3 separate regions of the Mus musculus genome follow, and all the other regions are linked to region 1. Evidence: chromatin contacts called from public HiChIP or PLAC-seq data. All regions are on one chromosome and are shown on one strand. Each heading gives the region's core, a stretch centred on a gene start, on an enhancer-like site or on the middle of the called end of the contact. The rest is flanking DNA. Distances are from core to core; before and after follow the strand shown.

What was found. HiChIP or PLAC-seq counts read pairs in DNA pulled down with a chosen protein or histone mark.
Region 2: an H3K4me3 HiChIP or PLAC-seq map of forebrain shows a contact between it and region 1, with 2.9 times the contacts expected there. The contact joins the promoter of Pax7 here to the promoter of Aldh4a1 in region 1. A contact is called at or near these places in 7 of 39 promoter capture datasets (the 3T3-L1 cell line, the C10 cell line, embryonic stem cells and 3 more), 1 of 484 Hi-C or Micro-C datasets (reprogramming fibroblasts) and 10 of 115 datasets of contacts at active chromatin or transcription factors (embryonic basal ganglia, embryonic forebrain, embryonic hindbrain and 4 more).
Region 3: a contact with region 1 is called in an H3K4me3 HiChIP or PLAC-seq map of bone marrow-derived macrophages, with 4 times the contacts expected there. The contact joins the enhancer-like site here to the promoter of Aldh4a1 in region 1. A contact is called at or near these places in 13 of 39 promoter capture datasets (the 3T3-L1 cell line, the HPC-7 cell line, HPC-7-derived erythroid cells and 7 more), 5 of 15 datasets of contacts at CTCF or cohesin (embryonic stem cells, hippocampal excitatory neurons, large pre-B cells and 2 more), 22 of 484 Hi-C or Micro-C datasets (the G1E-ER4 cell line, the HL-1 cell line, the HPC-7 cell line and 13 more), 26 of 115 datasets of contacts at active chromatin or transcription factors (the HPC-7 cell line, the NIH/3T3 cell line, SST interneurons and 17 more) and 5 of 9 other capture datasets (adipose tissue, embryonic stem cells, liver and 2 more).

The regions. Positions count from the first base shown.
Region 1 is chr4:139,620,273-139,625,360 of GRCm38.p6, reverse strand. Aldh4a1 (aldehyde dehydrogenase 4 family, member A1) reads right to left here and starts at 2,467. Exons shown (of 15, transcript NM_175438.4): 1 at 2,164-2,467. The coding sequence starts at 2,222. Iffo2 (intermediate filament family orphan 2) reads right to left here. Exons shown (of 9, transcript NM_001205173.1): 9 at 4,979-5,088.
Region 2 is chr4:139,830,884-139,835,971 of GRCm38.p6, reverse strand. Pax7 (paired box 7) reads left to right here and starts at 3,004. Exons shown (of 9, transcript NM_011039.2): 1 at 3,004-3,145. The coding sequence starts at 3,061. Gm46873 (a long non-coding RNA gene) reads right to left here and starts at 2,504. Exons shown (of 3, transcript XR_001784470.2): 1 at 2,418-2,504.
Region 3 is chr4:139,419,928-139,425,015 of GRCm38.p6, reverse strand. It overlaps Ubr4 (ubiquitin protein ligase E3 component n-recognin 4), which reads right to left. Exons shown (of 106, transcript NM_001160319.1): 35 at 4,446-4,637; 36 at 3,865-3,935; 37 at 3,638-3,785; 38 at 3,092-3,319; 39 at 2,453-2,623; 40 at 1,007-1,189; 41 at 98-256. Among named protein-coding and RNA genes, the nearest start is that of n-TVaac1, 8.1 kb to the left of the region's middle. Within about 2 kb of position 2,350, at least 35 of the 459 cell types and tissues checked have an H3K27ac peak or open chromatin away from gene starts, as enhancers often do. A contact at or near this core is called in the HL-1 cell line, bone marrow-derived macrophages and liver, where this site is marked.

The DNA.
Region 1 (5,088 bases), core at 1,218-3,717:
AAGGCCAGCCTGGTCTATGAATGGAGTTCCAGGACAGCCAGGGCTACACAGAGAAACCCTGTCTCAAAACAAAACAAAACAAGGCCTGTGGAGATGGCTCATGTCTTTAATCCCAGAGGCAGGAAGATGAGGTTGGGACAGCCAGAGCTGCATAGAGAAATCCTTTCTCCATAACTAACTAAATAAATAAGTCTTAAAAAGAATGAGGGACTAAATAAATAACCCCAACTGTCCTAGGGGTTGTGCCTCTCAACCACTGAGGAGAAGACATCTATCCAGAGATATTATTCCCATCGTGATTGAAGAAGCCACCAGGACCACGGGCACAGGCTGGAAGCTCTCCTAAGCATTCTGCAGACCTGCCCCAAAGGTGAATGTATTTCGCTGATGTTGTGAAACCTCTCAGGGCGCCCTGCCAGGCCAGCCGCACCGTACAGAAACCAGGCAGCAGGAGGCCAGAGAACTGGTTGCAAAATCCTCTTCCCACCAGTTTAGGGGGCCGCACACTGAAGGGCGGGGATCTGGATCCAGACCAACTGTAACTACAGCTACATCTGCCTCCCCAGAACAAGCTCCTAGGCTCAGCGTGGGGCCCTCACACTAGCTAGCTAGCAAAATGATACTGCTATTCGAAACTACTTCATAACATGGACTGCTTTCCTTAAAAGAAGACAAGATGCATGGGTCCACGCCTCTCTGGCCAGTTAAGTTGAAAACTCCCCCGAGTTCCACTCCCTGATCATGCACTGCCCCCACCCAGTGCATGATCCCCTTGACTGCAGTGCACCTTGTAGCACACTGACACCCGGAGAGGTACAAAGTAAACCTGAGAATCTATAGAAGGCTCTGCCTATCTGAGCCTTCCATCCCGGGGCTGCAGTGGGTGGTCTCGGAGCAGGAAGAAACTGAAGAGGTGCAGGCTCCATTCACCACACGCCCCACCTCCCACCCCACCCCCCAATCCCATGTCCTTTGCCTAATAGCGTCACACAACATGAGGAAGGGTTGAAACTCACCCAGGTCATCCCATGGGAGCAGGGAAAGGGTCACTGATTAACTCAAAGAGGTCACAACTCAGTGGAGGTGGACACGGTGGGTCACAGGCCACAGAGCAGGCAAACAGTAACCAAAGTAGGGGTGTGGGGGTGCTGTGTAAACTGTACAAGGAAGGCAGGCAGAAATGGGGAATAATACCCAAGTTCAAACAGGCCGTGAGCCATACTGGGGCAGGATATTGGAACACATCACTAAGGCAGCCAGGATTCTGGCTGAAAGCAAGCAGCTCTCTGCCCTAGGGCTTACCTGTCTCTTCATTACGTTTGTTTGTTTGTTTGTTTGTTTGTTTGTTTTTGAGACAGGGTTTCTCGTGTATCCCTGACCCTCCTCGAACCTGCTCTTGCAGAACAAGCTGGCCTTGCACTCAGTGACCTGCCTGCCTCTGCCTCCCGGTGATTTATTAAGGAACTTGTCTGAATGGATTTAGGCAAACCTCAAAATGAGCCCCATGCCACGCAGAGCCGCATCACACGTTATAAAAGTCATTATGGCACCCACCGTAAAACAAAAGCCCAATATTGAACAAAAAGGGAGTGGGGTGGAGAGGTCCCTGGGAGTGTCGGAAGGCTCCAGAATGGGAACACAGGGCCGGCCAAGGTCTGGGAGAATCAGCAAATTTGAAATATACAGCGTTAGGAGAAAGAGGGGTGTAGGAAGGGGGCGTGGGCACAAATCCGGACGCCACACCCTCCCTGGGGTTCCTTGGATAGGAAAACTGGCCATCTAGGACATTGGTTTGCAACCTGTAGGTCGCCACCCCGAGCGATCCTTTCACAGGGGTCGCATATCAGCTATTCTGCATATTAGATATTTACATGACGATTTATAACAGTAGCAAAATACGGTTATGAAGTGGCATAATTTTTCGGTTGGGGAGTCACCACACCAAGAGGAAAGGGTCACAGCATTTGTTAAGAACCACTGCTCTAGAGAGACCTGGTAAGGCGCCACAGGTTCTCCATGGGAGAGTGGCTCTGCAGGTCGCGACCCGGCGCGCACTTAGGGGAGCCATAGGGACCCTGGAGATAATGGCTGCAACCTGGAGGACCCACAGAGTGGGATCTGTCCACGGCTCTCAGGACTCAGGCAGCAGAGGGGTTCACTCACCCAGCGCCCCTCCAGGCATGGGACAGCAGGGATCGGCGGAGCGACGGCAGCGGCAGCATCGCGGAGACTCTTAACAGTCTTGCGCAGCTGTGGGAAGCTCAGAGTCAGCCCCACCGGGCTGGACTAGACAAGCCCGGAGCGCACTACCTCTGCGGGAGGCGCAGCATCGCCCGGTCCACCTCCTTCGGGGCCCCTCCTCGGGTACCCTTCCCCCTCTGTCAATAAACATCAGCTGTATTTAACATCAAAATTGCTACTGTGGACTGCGGGTCAAGAGAATGCAGCAGAAAAGCCCTGAAATGATACTCTCTTCTCCTCGTCTCCTCTCCTTATGGTATGACCCAAGGAGAGAGGGCGTGAGCCTCACTGACCAATCAGAGTCTCGCATGAAAGCCTCCAGGCCAATCAGCAGGACAGGCAAGCTGCAGCCTTCTTAGGCAGGGCTGGAGAGTTGCAGGAGCCAATGACAGATCCTGCACAGAGCGCGTGCTCAGTAGTAGAAGTGGCCGGGGGGGGGGGGGGGGGGGGACCCGGTCGACGCGACAGGTGCTACTTGGGTCCCCAACACTTGGTGGCTGGAAGGCTGGACATCTGCAGGCTACAACTCTGCCCGGGCCCGCCGAGCCACACCAAGGCCAGCTCCCTGCCACCTCCCCGGGGGCTGCCACCGTGCATGGAGCCTGATCTGCCCTCCATCTCCCAGCCTGGCTCAGGGCCAAGCCTGGGCTTGCTTCCTTCCAGATTGGAATCAGAATGAGATAAAACCCTAGCGGGCCTGAACTTAACGTTCTTCGTTTTAATTTTCTTTATTTCTTCCTTTTCTTAAAAGCCTCTAGCCACAAAAACCAGTTGTTCCTGCCTCTGTCCCTCTGTCCCTCTGCCCCGTGGTTAAAATTTTCAGTTTTCTTCATGAGACGTTGTTTGATGAATACTCGAACGTATTAAAACAGCTTCCGAAACCTGCTCTTAGAATGATGCCTTAGGGAACCACTGTATTCCTAAGATACTGGTATGGGTTTTCTTACTTTATTCTCTTTGGGTTTTGTTTTTGTTTAATTTTTTTAATTTTTTTTTTTTGGCTTGGTTTTACTTTTTCAGACAGGGTTTCTCTGTGTAGCCTTGGCTATCCTGGAACTGGCTCTATAGACCAGGCCCTGAATTTACAGAGATCCACCCGCAGGTCTGCCTCCAGAGTGCTGGGATTAAAGGCCTGCACCACCACAGTCCTGCTTCAACGTGTTTCTCTGTCTTTGACAATGTAACCAGGGCATTTACTTTGGGGTCCCTCTGGTTCTAATTTGATACCACACTGGGCAGATTCGCCTCAAAACACCATGACCAAAAAGCAAGTGGGGAGTTAAAGGTTTACGTGTGCAAATTTTCAGCTCATCACTGAGGCAGGAACCTGGAGGCAGGAGCTGATGCAGAAGCCGTGGAGGGACGCTGCTTACTGGCTTGCTCAGCCTTACAGGTGGACCGCCAGTCCAGGGGTTGGACTACCTAGAATAGGCTGGGCCCTCCCACATCAATCACAAATTAAGAATTTTTTTTGCCCAAGTAGCTGTGCAGTGGTAGTGCATACCTTTACATCTAGCACTTAGGAGGTAGATGCAGACAGATCTCTGAGTTTGAGGCTAGCCTGGTCTACAGAGTGAGTTCCAGTCTATACAGAGAAACCTTGTCTCAAATAACTAAAATGATAATAATACTAATACTAACAATAATGTAATAATTAATTAACTAATTAATAAAACAGAAAAAGAAAGAAAAGGAAATGCCCTACAGGCTTGCCCACAGGCTGATCTTTTGGAGACATTTTCTTTTTTTTTCCTTTTTCTTTTTTTTAGAAAAGATTTACTTATTTATTATATGTAAGTATAATACTTGTTTCTCTTCAGATACACCAGAAGAGGGCATCAGAAACCATTATAGATGGTTGTGAGCCACCATGTGGTTGCTGAGATTTGAACTCAGGACCTCTGGAAGAGCAGACCGTGCTCTTAACTGCTGAGCCATCTCTCCAGCCTTGGAGGCATATTCTTAAAATTTTTTGTCCCCTTCTTTCAGATGCCACCAGCTTCTGTCAAGCTGACATAAAAACTATCCCATGCAGGCTCTGTGGACCTCGGTTTCCTCTTCTGTTAAATAGGATGATGTTATGCACCTTGAACACCCGTCACCCTGGTCTTCCCCCTTTCCTGCCAACTACTCCATTTAAGGCACTCTAGGAGATGGGACTAGGAAAGAGCTACATCATGTGACCAAGCAGCAGTTTCTCTCCATCCTTGGAAATGGCAGCTCACAGTGGAGGGAGGCCACCTTTGAATGTGGCCCTTTGTTAAAAGCAACTGTAACAGTGGACAATATCAAATCCAGAGTCCAGCAGGTGCTTCTTGTAGACATTCTGGGGAGGTCTGTGAAATAGGGGCTTTGTAGCTGGTGGGACCTCAACTTTAGACCAGGCAGTGCCAATTAGCCTAGGGTTTCTTGGGGCCTCTTCTGTCTAATTCTCCCTGCCTTAGGTCCTTCTGGGAGGTTTTTTATGTTGGTGTGTGTTTGTTTGTTGTTACTTGGTTTCTCAAGACAGGGTTTCTGGCTGTCCAGCAACTCACTTTGTAGACCTTGAACTTACAGAGATCTACCTTCTGAGTTCTGGGATTAAAGGTGTGAGCCACCAATGCGTGGCATCCTGGAAGATCTTACTGTGAGATGCAAATAGGCAAGTCCCCAATCTTATCACTGATTGGTTAATAAGTTTGCTTTAGTCTTCTTACCCCTCCCACAACCACCAGGATACAAAGCAGCATAAACCATGTGTGCTAAGACATTTTACTTTATTCCAAAGAAGCCAATATACACGATATAAAGGGCACAGTATTTACAACAGTACAGTAAACAGGTTGGTTTTCTGGTAGGGTCAGTAGT
Region 2 (5,088 bases), core at 1,755-4,254, 210 kb before region 1:
CTGCAACCACCCATCCCCAGGTGAACCCCCCTTTCCCCTGCTGGATGTGAAATCGCCATTTCACCCCTCCACACTTCTTAATTGTTGCAAAAATCATTTGTGAAATTGCTCTCCAACAGGCGAGAATGGCCACGCTCATTCTGACAGACAAGCCCACTTCCTCCCCTCTGCTGTCTGCCCTGCCTAGGCTCCAGGGATCCCCAGCAGCTATGTGTCCTGTGCAGGGCCTGGGTAGTGAGCCTCTGTGTCTTCCTTCCTGGTGGACAGAACGGAAGATCATCTCAAGGATGCTGTGGTCACCAAGGATGCTAAGGGCCCCCCAGCAACACCCTTTCTGTACCAAGGTTACCAGCTGGGTGTCTGCCCCACCTCCAACTTCGCTCCAGTTACAGGGTTGGTATGAAGAAACTAGGCCTGACAGCCCAGGTGCCAGGCACTTCCAGAAGGGGAGCCAGTCAAAATATGCATGGCTCCCCTTCTCAAACTTTGCTTTCAGCCATGCTAAGACAGCATTACACCCTCCCCATTGAGGAGCCCACAATTAATTTACCCAAGATTGACCCAAGACAGGCCTACACAGACCTCACCTGCACATAAAAACCCAAATTTGCCAGTGAAGAGCTACCAAACCACCACACAAAGGAGAGTCGCTAAAAGTCTGCCATACCAGGAGGGTGTTGGTGGGGGTAGAGGGATGGACAGACGACAGACAGATGGAAGACTGAAGGAGAACACATTAAATATGTGTACCCTATGTTTACAGAAAGACATGGATATATACATGCTTGTATTTAAAAAACAAAACAAAACCCTGGATATCTACCTCAGGAGTCAAAGCAGACAAGGGTCCCCAGGAACTTAGCATTTCTCGCCCCCCCCCAACAACCTACAGGGCAAAAACTCTGTCTCCCCACCTGGCTGGTAGGTGTGACTCAGGCCGCAGAGTCTAAAACCACTTGGCCTCTCTCCTCTCCCCATTCAATCCTGCAAGCATATATTTAACAAGCTTTTCCACAGGTCTCCCATCCCCGGAAGCCCACCCCCACCCCTGCCCCACAAAGAAGTCTGATGAACCCCTCAGCTAGGAGAAAGGGTCAGTAGCATGCTGAGAGGGGCAAAGGTCACAGGTGAGGAGGAGGGGAAGGGAGAGGACACACTGAGGCCAGCCAGCAGAGAGCACCCCCAGGCCAAGACCAGACTGACCCCCTCCAAGAAGGCTGGGCAGGGCATGAGCTGGAGGACTGGATTTATTTTATTGTATTTCACCTCCAGGGCTGGGCCAGAGAGGCCCTTTACTGGAGTGTTGGAGATGTATGGGGGGGGCACAAAAGATCTGTAATGGGTGGCATCCTACCCTGCTGGGAGGGCTTTTCAACCCTAGGAATCTATGTCCTAAGGCAGAGACCACTGGTTACTGTGGCATCAGAGAACAGAATTGTGGGATCTCTGAGAGAGAGAGAGAGAGAGAGAGAGAGAGAGAGAGAGAGAGAGAGAGAGAGAGCGCAACTAATTGGGCCACCACCTCCCCAGCCCTCCAGTGGAGGAGTAGAGTTGGTGGTACCCAGCTTTATCTGTCTGTCTCCCACTCATCTCCCATCTGACTCCCAGATCCCTAGCCTTGCTGATGTCGCCTCCAGGACATTCTGAGTCCACTAGAAAGGGCTCCAAGGTGGTGGCCTAGGAGCTGGAGGAGGAGCTGGAGAGGTTATTCCCCAGGGTTTGGCAGACTCGGATTTGCCAGCATCTCTGGGGATGTATATTTTGCTGCGTTTCTCCGAGCTGCAGGAGGCCAGGCCAGGCCAGGCGCAAGCAGTAAAGCCCTGACAGGTATCAGCGAAGTCAAAATTCTTCCGGGGATGTCACCCTACTCTGTTCCGCCCAGGGAGGGAGTAGTTGTCAAGGAATGTTCAGAGCTAGTGAACTAAAAAGAGAAGGGACACGTGCGGTGGACCCTAGTCCAGGAGGCCAGAGATAGCCGGAGCGGACAGAGAAGATCCCAGCCCAAGGCCGGCTTTCCTACACAGCGGGCAGACAGCTGAAAGCCGTCCGGAGCACAGACCTGCCAGCACATCTCTGGACAACACTTAAAAGAAGTTACCCTCTCCCTCCCTCAGAGCACCCCCAGCCCACGCCATCCCTGGACTCAGAGTTTCAAATTATCTCCCTCCCCCGCGACCCCCTGAGGAAAAAAAGAAAGAAAGAAAAAGAAAAAAAAAGAACGAGGTCGAGTTGGAGATTAAAAAGGAAGGGGAAAAAATACTCGTTGGAGACTTCTTTTCGTTATCGGTCCCCTCTCCCTCCCGAACTGGCCCCCTTTCCTGCTCATGAATAAAAGAAAAGTCCGAACCTATCAGATCTCTCTGGCTGCAGCCTGCTCCCTCCCCTTCCCTGCCGTTGAGCACTTTTGCACAACTTACCCAGCTGATCGCTCGCGCCCCCTCGCTTTTCCTCTTGTGTTCCCCAACCCTGTCGCTCGGGTCACCTCCCCTCCAGTCCGAAACCCGAGCAGGAGCGCGTCCCCGTTCCAGTCCTCCGGGGGACAGGGTGTGAGGGCCAGCAGAAAGAGGCGCTGAGAGGAGGGATCGAGGGGAGGAGGGAGTCCGAGCCAGAGAATAAATATATAAATAAAGACCCAAAGAAAGCCACTCCGCAACCTCTGGGCTCAGGAACTTCGGCCGGGAGCGCGGGAGCGGGTGGCCCGCAAGGCGCAGCTGGGGACAGGGAGCCCGGCCTGCTCGGCCCACGGCAGCCGGTGTCATTCGGCTTAACTTCTGGCCGAGCCCGGCGGGTGGAGGCGGACTTGGGGTTGGAGTGTTTGTTTGTTTGAACTTCCTTGTCGCCACCTTCCACTCCTCCCGCCCCCACCTCACCCCCCCCCGCGCCCAGCTTCTGGAAGGGGCGCGTCTGCAACCGGGTGGGGGGGGGTGCAGAAGGGAGGGGGAAGAGGCTAGTGGGGGGGGGAGGGAAGAAGAGGAGAGGAGGATCGCAGCAGGGGTGAAAGGAAGAGACGCCAAGAGGTTTATCCAGCCGACTCTGGATTCGTCTCCAGCGTGCGCAGGAATGGCGGCGCTGCCCGGCGCGGTCCCCAGGATGATGAGACCCGGCCCGGGGCAGAACTACCCGCGCACCGGCTTCCCCCTGGAAGGTAAGAGAGCGCGCAGGAGGCCTTTACAGGGTCCCCCGGAGGACCTCGGAGATGGCACCCTCCAGGGGAGCGAGCAGCGGGGCTTCCTGGGCTCTGCTGGGTCCCAGTCTCCGCGTGGGACACGGGAAGTTTCTAGAGCGGACACTTGTCAGTTTCTGCGTGGACTCCGCTGACCCTCGGCCCGCGCTCCGTGGGTCACCGGCTGCCGGCCTTTCGCCGCAGGATGCGACTCCCCGGGGAATTCGCATCTGGTCCGTTTTGCGCTCCGGTAAATTCCAGGGTTTCCCACTCTTCTCTGACACAACAGAGTTCCCGGGTCTCTGCGCAGCGCCGCCGGCTTTCTTCCCTAGTTTTGAATTGGTCCCTCAAAGTCGGGATGGGGTCCCTCCAACCCCTTTTATTTCGAAATACCAACAAGCGACACTCTATTTCCACTCCACCAGACCGTCCGCTTCCTCCCAAGCAACTTACTAACTGGCTTTTTTTTTTCCCGGCCCCGACACAAACTAATTAAAAACAATGCATAGTGCCTTATTTCCCGCAAAAACAAAAACAAAAAAATTAAAAACATAACTTTTCCCTACGTCTTTCTAAAGTCTGCAAATGTCCCGGGAAAGAAACTCAAGACCAAAAGAGGGTACAGCAATCCAGGGGACTGTTTTGAGTCTCTAGCCACTCGGGGATGCAGAGGGGACCGGCCGGCGGCGATCGGCCGGGAGAGGAGAAAGGGCCCCTTTGCGCGCCCCCTCCCTTTTCTATTTAAACCTATGGAAGGCTTTCAGCCAGTCACCGAAGGGTCTTCTAGTTTCCTCGGCTCAGACAGCCCATGGTGTCTCAGGAGCAGTTAGAAACGGCGTGCCAATTTTATTTTTTAGCCGCCCCTCTTGTCATTGTGTGGGCCCCACTTGTGGGTGCGGGAGGATGGGGAGAGAAGGCGAGAAGGGGCGGTCTGGCAGCCGGCGATCTAGGGAGGGAGCCCCCTCCCTCGGGCAGCGAGAAGCCGCCGGGTCCCCGAATTAGACAGAGGCGAAGAGAGCGGGCTGCGTGATCAAGTGCGCGCGAGCGGCCACGCAGGCGGGAGAGCGCGGCAGCCGGGGATTTGCCGGAGTCCTCTCCTGGAACGAATGCAAGCAAAACAGGCGGCTAAGGACGCGCAAAGGATTAGGACAATATTTGCCCAACATGACGCAGAATACTGAGGAGAGCCGAGTGCCGGTCGCTAAAGAGGCTCTTGAATATAAAGTTGGGCGTTCGAGAGCTCTCCAGCGCTAATGGCGTACCCCGCCACGGAGACCGAGGGACTCTGGCTCGGCGACGCACGATTTCTGATTAAATCTGAGAGTGGTTTCAGATACCTACTTTTACAAAGAAAAATTGGTGAAGGAGGGGGGAGCGGGAAAGTAAAGAGGGGGCGGTAGGAACAGCTCAGCAGACCGAGCCTCTTCTAGCCTCCCCCTTTCCAATTATTCCGTCTGCTTCCTCCGCTCGGGCCGCTGTGAAATCGTTGTAATCTTCTAGATCTCTGTAGCCGCGAGTCCCCAAATTGGGGGGATCGAGGCTGGATTAGTGCACCGGGTGTCCCCCGAACCTTCTGTAAGAAAATTGTGTAGACTTTGCATTAAGGCCTACCTAAGTTCTCCCTTCCCCAGAACACACTAGGTATGCCTATCTTCCTGATGCACGCGCGCGCGCGTGCACAAACACACACACACACACACACACACACACACACACAAGTGGCCCATCTTAGTTGCAGCAAAGACTGCTGGGACAATTACTGCATTTCTGAGACCAAGTTGGGGTATTTTGGAGCTTGTGATCATCGTGGAGTGTGCCCTCGATTTGCCCCCCCAACGAAATGAGAACTTTAAGGGTGTTTTAAAAAGCCTGGGAATCTGCTAAGGGACGGTTTGTGTTCCCAGACGCTACACAGACAGCTTTAT
Region 3 (5,088 bases), core at 1,101-3,600, 200 kb after region 1:
TACATTCCAGCAGCTCTCATGCCTTCAGCTATCTATCAGTGAGGAGACTTGGCCAGAGCTCCCAGCTCCAGGAGTCAGTCCTGCACTGGGTCCTTACCTTCAGCCCACACACTGCCAGGTAGTCCTCCTTGCAGGGGTTTCCAGTAAGACTCAGCACTGTGAAGGGAACTGGGGCAGAAGCCAAGCGGGTTAGCGTCAGCTTCCTCTTACTGGAATCTGCTTGCTTCAGGAGCGCTGAGAGCTGCAGCACTGTGATCTGCAAAGGGAGTGCAAGCTGCAGAGGCCCAGGCGCTGGCCAGCCAGGGCCCCCCAGGCCCTCGTGGAGTCTAAGGTAGGCAGTTAAGGAGGCTCCCTGGGGAGAAGGGTAAGTCACTGCCTGGCTTTGCGGATTTAGTCTCTTAGAAAACCTGTAGATCAAGTTCAGCCTCTACTTCTCCCCAAAAGACAGACATGGAAGGTCATGCTCCCCTTCTCCCAGTGAGGACAAGAATGGCAAGTAATGAACCCGACTGTTCTGTGCAGAATCTCCTCCTAACATATCCAATCCCTAGGCACCACCGCCTCAAGCGCCCCATTAAGCTCCTTCTGGACCATCTGCTTTAAGGACTGTCCACACTGTCAGTTAAGGTAAGACAGCCTCCCTGATGAGAGGCAAAAACAGCAAAGAGATGCCTAGCATTCCCCAACGGAGTGTCTGCATCCCTGGAGCAGGAATTATTAAACAAGGAACACTGGCTTCTTAAGAAGACTTCTGCCTCTCTGCTTGTACCTTTCCACGTCCAAAAATGGGCGGGGATGGGAACTAAGTTGTCCTGAACACCAGCCAATCACTTGCCAGAGCCTTTCCCAAGTCACCTCAGTTCTAGTGATAACCAATACTCAGGTCCAAGCCAAAAGGGTTAATGAGATCAGTCTCGTCCTCAGAAACAAAGTGTGGGTGTTTCCCCTCAGAGGGTCAATTTGAACACCGATCCTAAAACGAATGGGAAGGAATCATGGGACCTACCTTGCCCTTCTCATGGCTAACAGCCAAATGCTGGCGGCGCCCATGGGGGGAAGAAAGCACACACATAGCCACCCGTCTCAGCACGTGGGCACTGATCAGCTGCCGTATAGTCTGGCCCTGGTCTCCGCTGTAATTCATCCGAACATTCTCAAAGGCACCTTCCTGTGAGCCTAAGGTGGGAACCTGGCAGAAGGGAGAAGCAGAGAAAGTATTGGAGAAAGCAAGTAAGACTAGGTGGGTTCATCCACTGTCACCTGGGGGGCAGTGCAACCCTTAGTCATTCAGCAGTATTCAATCTGGGAGGCAGGGCTTTGTGAATCTGACCAAAATCAATTATATGCATTCACATAATTCTCAAATAATAAAATTACTAACAACAAAGGAAAAGTAGAAGGGCATGGTGGCAAAAGCCTATTATACTCCCAGCACTTGGGAGGCAGAGGCAGGTTGAAGTCCGAGTACCAGGCTAGCCTGGTCTATATAATGAGTTCAGGCCAGCCAGAGCTCAAAACAAGTAAGTGACTTTAGCCTGCAGTCCACTATCCTCCACTGATTAAAGTCTACTGCTTCAGTCTGGTTCCAAGAGCAGGGTCAAAGTCTCATGAAAGTAAATGAAGTGCTGCTGTTCTCCAACGTTAAAATGCATTTTCACTTAAAGTGATGGTAATGATACAGAGTATTTTCCCTTCATGCATCACACCTGGCAAAAGTGAACTTGGCAACTTAGTGGGTCACCAACTTCCACCCTTAATTTTGATGTCAGTATTTAAAATCTTCAATGCCCTTCTCTGGGTGTCTGTCCACACATATACTGGCCAGAGCTCCCAGCTCCGGGAGTCAGTCCTGCACTGGCTGGACCTGCTGCCCACACACTGCCAAGTGGTCCTCCCTGCAGGGGTTCCCAGTAAGACTCAGCACTGTGAGCACAACTCCCAGGCAGAAACGCTCTCCTAGGCCCCTTCTAAATTCACACGCGCACACTCCTGTTCTTCTTACTTATCCCTACGGCTCACATGACTGACAGGCTGCAAGAGTAACTGAAGGAAAGCTGTCTTCAACTCAGGCTGGAAGTCAGCAAAGGACGAAGCTATTCTGCAAGCTACTAAGCCTTAAGAGAGAGGACACAAGCAAGAGGCTTTCGATTTTATACAAGGAAATTTCAGTTATAGTGCCCACAAAATGGAGTTCCTCACATCTTAGGAGTTCATACACATACATGCTTTAGTAAAAAGAGGACTTGCTTGCTAAATACCAGGACTCTAGTCAGACACACCTCATCTGTGGGTTACTAACTGCTCAGTAGAGCTGAGGAAAGCTGTGACCACAGATTCTAGGTTCTGCATGCTTATGACTCACTGCTAAGTCTCTTCCTCAGTTGCTGTGGCCACTATCAGACACCATGACACACAGGTTGTACAGTCAGCAAACCTCAAGACCCTGACATACCATCAGCTGGTCTGTCATCTCCACACCCTTGTCCACTGTGTGCAGTTCACTGAGGGCCTGCTGGGCCCTGCTGCTGCTCCCCACGGCTGAAGCCTGCTGAAAGTTGGTCTGAATGGCATCCATGAGGAAACTGAGCATGTCTAACACGAGAGGAGCGAAGGAGAAATTGGCCTGAGAGAAATGGAAACACACACGTGAAAAAGTAAAAATCAATAAAAATCACGAGTCGCACACGACAATCCTGACAGTCACTGTCTGGAGCTGAGCTCGTCCCCTCTCCAGAACCCTAGCTCTGTAGACAGTGAGAGGACGATCTAAGCCGAGGTCCCACAGGCACCCTAAGTCACTCAAGGCACCTAGCATGTTTAACTACGCCTCCTATGCATACAGAATGGACAAACGGGAAACACAATCACTCAATGGCTTCTGCATTCTGGGCCCAGATGAGAACTCCTAGCCAAGAAAGTAGGTTCCAGAATATCACTCCCGCTAGCTGTAAGCCCTTCCCCAAAGATGGGCTACTTGCACGCACACTACATAACTATGAAAGAAAACACTGGGCTAGCAGGGGAGGCTCAGACCACTGATGAGGCCTGCTGGACTCTGTCCTGTGCACCAGTGCCCACCAGGAAGCCCCACCTGATTCTGCAGCTCCTCACGACACCCCTCAACTGTACGGCACAGGCTGCTCTTCTTGGGCTTCTCTTCATCTGTAACCTTCCCATCACTGATGGTGACCTTGGCCTTGTCAGCAGGAGAGGTGCTGGCATGGCGCACCAGACTTTCGGAAACCCTAGGTTCGCTCTGAAATGCTGACTCCTTCATGGTAGAGCTCATGCCACTGCTAGGAGTTCGCTTCACCAGGGCCTGGAAACAGAACTCATCAGTGTCCCTATGTCCCTGCCACAGTCAGGTCAGACAGCGCTGAGCCACTGGAAGGCAGATCACGGGGCTCACTCGACCATCTTCATGCCCCTCAGAGCATTAGGCCTGACTATGTGACAAGGATGCTGCTTTTAATGCTCTCAGTGAAGTGTTGGGGCCACAAAGGGATTCATCACTAATACTACAATGACAACAAATGCTTGGCCACACAGAGCTGAGGTGGGAATTTTCTGGTCTGCTTTAGATATTCCTGTATTACTAACAAGTTGCCCATGTGACTGTGAAGGTCCCATCACTCACCAAGCAGCTGCCATCTTCCTTGGCTCCACAGTCACAGAAAAAGGAACCATACTTGGCGTAGGAAATCTCATGGTCCTTATGGCATACCTTTGCACACACTGTGCACACACCCACCCCATCCACCATCTTACAGGTATGACAGTGGTACCTACAGGGAACAAAAGTCAGCACTAAGTCCCACGCAACAACACTGGAGGCCCAGCCTCCCTCACTTTAAAGGAACTCACCAATGCTGGTTCATAAACTCCTTCTGTGTGATGGTGAAGGTACACAGCTTATTGCAAAGAGAATCTTCATCCTTCAAAGATTAATGGATCTTTTTAATCATAAATGTCCCTCTCCATACAAGGTCCCATAGGAATACCCCTGCCCCAACACTCCATGGAGAGACACCCGTGTCTAATGGGAGCCTGCCCTGATCTGAAGTAGCCATCTATCTGAAAGCTTCCCACAATTACAAGTGCCCTCTTTTGGTTTTGTCGACAAGAAAGGGAACGGGGGAGACAGACAACAAAAACCTTCAATACTTTCAAGAGCCCACCATCCCTCCCCAAACTTGTATGGGATGAAGCAGAACAAGTAACTCCGGAGAGAAGAAAGACATGTACTTATTGAAAAGTTGCTTCAGCAGGAGACTGGCTCCGCGCCTGCTCTGCAGGGCTAGAGAAGCACAGCCGCAGACTCTTGCATTAGCCTTGTGAGCAGGAAGAAGGCAGCAGGACTCAACGTCCTCAAGCCCACCGAGGAGGCAGAGTACCAGAGCACACTGGACAGGCTGAAGAGCCATTCCCTTCCCTAGAGCACTTACAGAGTCCTCAGCCTGGGAGTCTTCCTCCTCCACCGCTAACTCTTCCACCCAGTCTGAATCCACCTCAATGGCACGCTCTTCCCCATCCACTGACAGATGGCTTGGGCCTTGACCATTACTCTGGCTCAGGGCATTTGTGACATCGGCCAGGTAAGACATAATATGACATGTGCACTCCAAGACCATCACATGCTGCAAGAGAGACAAGGAAGCGTTAGTTTTCGTGTCAAGCACTTTCTAACAGGACTGGAGACCAGAGGTCAGTATCAAGGCAGAGAGGGAAGACTACATCATACAGCCCCACAGCTCCTCCATGGCCTGCACACAGCGGCTCAGAGAGATACAAACAACTCCTGTGGCCTTGCTCACTCTTCTGCGTTAAGTCTGAGTGAATTTGAAGAATGGATTACAGATGGAAACTGAGGCCCCTCAAGACAAGAGTGGCTTGAAAGGGTTTCCCAGCATTCACCCTGCCAGAGACCTGCAAACCAGAGCAGCCGGTTCTGTATGTCTCTTCAAAGCCCAGTGGACAGAGGCTGGAGAGACACTCAGTACTCAGAGCACATGGTGCTTACAGAGGACCCAGGTTCAGTGGCCAGCGTCCATACCAGGCGGCCCTGAGCTGCCTGTAACTCCAGCTCCA